Linked DNA regions of Callithrix jacchus: region 1 is linked to region 2. A link is a contact called in public Hi-C data. All regions are on one chromosome and are shown on one strand. Each heading gives the region's core, a stretch centred on a gene start, on an enhancer-like site or on the middle of the called end of the contact. The rest is flanking DNA. Distances are from core to core; before and after follow the strand shown. Region 1 holds the start of ZBTB38 (zinc finger and BTB domain containing 38). Region 2 has its middle 39 kb from the start of RASA2.

Evidence for each region. Hi-C and Micro-C count contacts between places; a contact is called where the count stands out from the background.
Region 1: a contact with region 2 is called in a Hi-C map of induced pluripotent stem cells, with 3 times the contacts expected there. The contact joins the promoter of ZBTB38 here to the enhancer-like site in region 2. A contact is called at or near these places in 2 of 3 Hi-C or Micro-C datasets (induced pluripotent stem cells and skeletal muscle).

Annotation. Positions count from the first base shown.
Region 1 is chr17:43,126,662-43,129,547 of calJac240_pri, reverse strand. It overlaps ZBTB38 (zinc finger and BTB domain containing 38), which reads left to right and starts at 1,367. Exons shown (of 6, transcript XM_078354085.1): 1 at 1,367-1,657; 2 at 2,721-2,795.
Region 2 is chr17:43,023,119-43,025,822 of calJac240_pri, reverse strand. No RefSeq gene overlaps it. Among named protein-coding and RNA genes, the nearest start is that of RASA2, 39 kb to the right of the region's middle. Within about 2 kb of position 1,277, at least 3 of the 16 cell types and tissues checked have an H3K27ac peak or open chromatin away from gene starts, as enhancers often do.

The DNA.
Region 1 (2,886 bases), core at 118-2,617, 100 kb before region 2:
CTCACTGACTCTCCCACCCACATCAATGAGGCCAGAAAGCAACAAAGACAAGCGTGGACTCTGACTCCCGCCAAGATACTCTCTGTCCCCCGCCAAGCTGGTCTGTCCCCCGTGGCTCTCAGATTTTGCATCTACCACATGCCACAGGCCTACATCCATCCGACCTCCCTGGTTTCTCATCCCCACTTGAACCTCATGACTGACTCGCCTCTAGCCACGCTGAGTAACCCACCCACTTGCCAAACCTCAGACCTGGTGCTGATACAATAAAAAGGCATGAGGCCCATGTTGCCAGAACATTCCTAATTGTTTCACTGTTTCCTTGTAGGATTTGGTTTCAAGTCCCATCCTTATCCTTGTCTCCTTTCTCCTGGCCAGGGTGCCATTGGTCAATATTCCTTCATTCATTCCAGCTACTCCACACCATGATCAAGAAAACAGGATGTGAGATTAGATGATCCAGGCTCTGCCACGAACTAACTAGCTGTGAGGCTTTAGAGAAGTGTCTTAACCTCTCTGAGTATCCATTTTCTCCTCTGTAGCATTAGGAATATTAATAGTACCTATCTCGCAGCTTCTTCGTTGTGATAATACCAATAAATGAAGTAGTATTCATAAAGCACAGAGGCTTGAATGTTGTTCACTCTAAGTATTCAATATATGTTCTCTACTATTTTATTTTACAGTTATCATTCCTTCATTCATCATGTATTTACCAAGCCTCATGCCAGGCACTGGGATACAAATATCCCCTTTAAAGAGTGGTCATGTCTTAAACCCAGGAAGAACTAGTTCATGTTAGCACTCAGGGCAGGGAGCGAAGTCCAGGGCCACAGCACGGAGGCAGAGGAGACTAGACACTGACCACCGGGAGCTGCCTGGTGATGGTGACAAAAGTACCTTCCACCTTTCTGCATCTCTTTCAATAAATACCACTGCAACTCCTTGAGTAAGGTGGGCACCACACGGAAGAAGGGGGATGGCAGAGGGGCAGTGAGAGGTCCCCAGGGAAACACCCTCTTCGTCGTCCGCGCTTCTGTGTTTGACAGAGTGTGACCATGCCTCTGCCATGCAGGAGGGTGATGTTCTTTGGAGAGGCCTTGTTGAATCTGTCTGGGGTTGTTCCGGAAGTAGGAAGGGCGGCTGGGGGGTGGGGAGGTGGCAGGAATGTTCTCCTGGCCTGTTGGTCTGTGCCGGCGAGTGTGCTGAGAGGAGGGCCTCTGGACATCAAAGGTTCCTTTTGTCCCCTTCCGAGTGGCAGGGCAGCCAGGCTGGGCCGCTGGCGATGACTCAGGCCTGGCCCTGACGTCACCCACGCCCGGCCACTGGCCTTTCTCTGAAGCCAGGAAACTAGCTGGGGAGTGGCACTCGCAGCTGCAGCAAATCTCAAAATAAAGAAGCAACGGCCTTTCTCCTCCTCTCCATCTCCCTACAGCACACCTTTCATTTCTTTTCTTCTTTTTTTTTAAGCCTCACAAAAGGTTTTACTTGTAGATCCGCTTTCAAAATGTAGGAAGTCAGAATGGGTGACATCATCAGAAAAACATGTGGAGCTGATCTCGACAAGAAGTGAAGAACACAGAGCACGAAAGCGGTTGTGACTCCTGAGCCCAGGGAGTTGGCAGCGTCTGGGCTTCAGAGGAGCCAGCGCCTCCGAGTAAGTGAAGGCCCACTTTTGCCCCCTCCCCCACTTGGTGCCCTTCACTGTAGGGCGCCATCTTGTTCCCTGACACCTGCAGCTTAGCAGGCCCCAGCCCATAGTTGGGAGTAGGGACTGCATTTGGGAGACCCTGTAAATATGGCCCCAAAGGGATCTGATATCTCTCTTCTCCACAGGACCAGAAAAGAATGCAAAAGGAAGGGAAAAAAAAAAGATACTAAGACGGAAACCCTGGGGAGAATGGTCCAACTGATGCCTTTCCCTGTCCATCCTCTTGTTTTGCCTCCTCTTGCTCCCCTCACCCAAGTACTCTGTTTCAGACTGTCAGAATGTTTGTTCGTAGTTCTGGATTGTTTGCTTCCTTGTTATTATACTGAGCAATCAGACACAAAAACAAGCCCTGTTCTAGGCAAATACGTGCCCTGTGCCATCAAATGGCAATTTTCACACTTAACCTGGTAAAAGATGGCAGCCCTGGTGAAAAGATATATACAGCCGTGCTGCCTTTACTGAGCACGTTTCTGATTGTTCTGTGCATGAACCTGTATTGTCTTATCGCCCTGTTTACAGAGGACTTATTTTCATTCCTACTTGTGCCTTCCTATCTGGGATGATATTAAACACAAAGACACATCATAAAGTGTCTGTTTTAACTTTGTCTAAAAACTCGTACTTCTTTGCAAAGCCTATAATTTTGCAAGCTCTGGAAGTTCCTACCCAAGAAACTTAAGTTTCCAAGAAAAAAGTTTTGACATGGACATGAGAACAGCACATAGGCATAGAAATCATACCCTGATTTTCTGGTTTCTAAAGTCATCCCCTGAGTCAGCATCTAGTCTTTGTATAGCTGACATTATCAGAGGAGATCTGTTCTTCAGAAATTCTATGTTAAAATAATTGGGAGCAGGGAGGTATAAGTCTTATTTTAAAGGCAGCAGGGAAGCTTGTCATTTACTGGAAAACAGTGGCATATTCCTTTGTAAACGGACAACTCCTGTTGGAAATTAACTATCACACACTAAAATATCTGTTTGAAAGGCCTTATGTTTTACTTTATTAGGTTGTCTTGAAATGAGGCTCTGCTGTACTCCTGTTCTTCTGGCTCCAAGATCTGAATGTCGTGACCACTAATTTGGTAAGTGTCATTTGTCCCCAGCAGCTACTTAAATTTACGTCTCCCAATTCTCCTTTTTTAGTGGTAAGATTTAAAGAAAGGAGGAAAGGGC
Region 2 (2,704 bases), core at 28-2,527:
GGATCAACTGGGCAGAGCTTGTCACAAAGTTGCAGTTAGATGGTGATGAGGCTGGGGTCATCTAAAGGCATGACCAGGCTGGCATTAAAGCAGCCACAGCCCAGCCCGGTATCAAGGAGTGAAGGAGTAGACTATGTTCCTCAATGGGGGAGTCACAGACACTTAAAAGGAGGGAAGGAATTGATGGCAGGCATCTTCAGAGGTAAGCTACAATGATGGGTAATTCCCAATGAGAAAACCAAGCACAGAGAAGTTAAATTACCTACCCAAGGCCATACGGCTGGTATGTGGATAAACAGAGTTAATCTCAGGCAGTTGAGTTCCAGAGCCTGCTAAGAGAGGCGAAAGGGATTGGAGCCCAGTGACACAGCTCGGCCTCTGACAGCAGAGTCAGGTGGTAAAGAGCGCAGCATTATTCATAACAGAACTGGGGAGTCCTGGAGTTACCTCTCAGGGTAGAAAGGAAGAAATTCTAAAAATACTAGGAAATGTCAAAGACTATCTAAACAAAGCTGTTATTATGTTGGGGGTGAAAATATGATCTCTTGTGGCCCAAGGCAAGTGGAAGCCTTCATACTTTTGTTTCTCTTTCCAATCCGGAAAGAATGAAAATATAAGAATGTCCTTTGTAGGGACATGGATGAATCTGGAAACCATCATTCTCAGCAAACTGACACAAGAACAGAAAATCAAACACCGCATGTTCTCACTCATAGGCAGGTGTTGAACAATGAGAACACATGGACACAGGGAGAGGAGCATCACACACTGGGGTCTGTTTGTGGGGGCTAGGGGAGGGACAGTGGAGAGTGGGGAGGTTGTGGGAGAAATGCCAGATGTAGGTGATGGAGGGATGGAGGCAGCAAACCACCTCGCCATGTATGTACCTATGCAACAATCCTGCATGATCTGCACATGTACCCCAGAACCTAAAGTACAATTTAAAAAAAAGAGTTGAGGGGTGTCGGTGGGTGGGGTATGTGTGTGTTATTTTTCCTTATAAATAATTAAAATCTGGAACCTTTAGTCAAATACTCAAAGGGGTCATATATGGGAGAAATTAAGGCTTGGCCCAAGGAGTTCAAATCTGCAGTGTAGACCAGCTTCAGAAAGGATCTTCAAGCTCCATCAGCGTCCTCTGCTAAAATCTGGGTCATCAATGACTTTATGCACATTTACTCCCTCTAATGGAAGAACAAGGAAATGACATGTCTCCTTCAAAAAGGTGAGTCATGTCGCAGGAGTAGTGAGTATTGCCAGAAAGAAGCTGACTCACCTCTGGAGTGGTTGGTTTCTCTCTGGAATTCTAGCAACCTGAGACAGCGGGTAGCTTAGACCCTGTTCACATCTAGCTTCTCAGAACTTCAGGGCCAGAAAGGCAGGTTCCATGCATTGATTTGGACGTGCTCGACATCTGTATGAATGTGGTGAGTGGAATAGCATTAGGCCGCCTCCCAGTTGTTTCCAAATCAAACTCCATCATTTTTGACATTACTTTTCCTAAAGACCAGAGGTAGAATTCAGGGCCACCATTTTCATTGTCTCTCATCACGACGGGAATCAGCCTCCTCTGCTGCTGCTCCTGCTGAACACGACATTCCAGCCACCAGGAACTGCTCAGGACTCACTATCATTCTCAGACCAAGGCAAAAGGGCCCTGTGCTGGCCTTCCTCCAGAAGTGCCCCACCTCATGGGGCAAGGAGTCTGCAGGGCCCATAGTGATGTGCCCACCCAAAGTCCACACCATCCCCAGAGACCACACTCAGGTACCCAGAACCTGAGAATTCCCTGCAGACTTTCAAGGCCTGCTCTGGCCACTTCCTTGCCAGTGCCACACCCCTGGGACAGCTAAAGGGCAGCTGTTCGCGGGGGTTGTAGACGAGTTCGTGATGGAGTTTTGCGTCCACATGTGTGCCTGAGGCCCCTAGCAGCCTGGGAGGGAGCAGGGTGAGGAGAGGAGTGGGTGGGAGAAGATCTGACCCACCTCTTCGCCTGCTATCTCATTCCAGCATGAAATGCCAGAGACTTCTACATTCCAACATGGTCTTCCAGATTGCTGCAGAGGTATATTTGTCAAGGGAGGAGAGTCGAATATATTTAATTAAGAACTTGCTAGCCTGATTTATAACTTTTAAATATTTAGACACATTATATATACGCCTCCATCTGTACACTTGCTCCCCGCCTTGCAAATGTTGAGGGAGGCGGCTGTCATCACTCTCCAAAATGCCTGGCTTCTCATCACACTGTCTGTGTGTACAAGCTCCTGACCGTGCTGAAATGTTCATTCCCATCCCTATCCCAGCCCCATCCACAGACGTGATCATTTCTCAATACCTAATTCAAAGGCCCCTTCAAAAGCCTCTCCCTTGTAGTGTTGTATGAGACAGCCCCTTAGACCTCTGCTTGCCTTGGCCTCTAGCCCCACCACAGCTCCCTGCTTTTAGTCATTTTCAGTTCTGCCTCTGCTGTCAGCCAGTGAGCTCCTCTGGGCTCGCTTTTTTTTTTTTTTTTTTTTGAGACAGAGTCTCTCTGTCGCTCTGTCACCCAGGTGGTAGTACAGTGGCACAATCTCAGCTCACTGCAATCTCTGCCTCCTGAGCTCAAGCAACTCTCCTGCCTCAGCCTCCTGAGTAGCTGGGACTTGCACCACCATGCCCAGCTAATTTTTTTGTATTTTTAGTAGAGACAGGGTTTCACCTT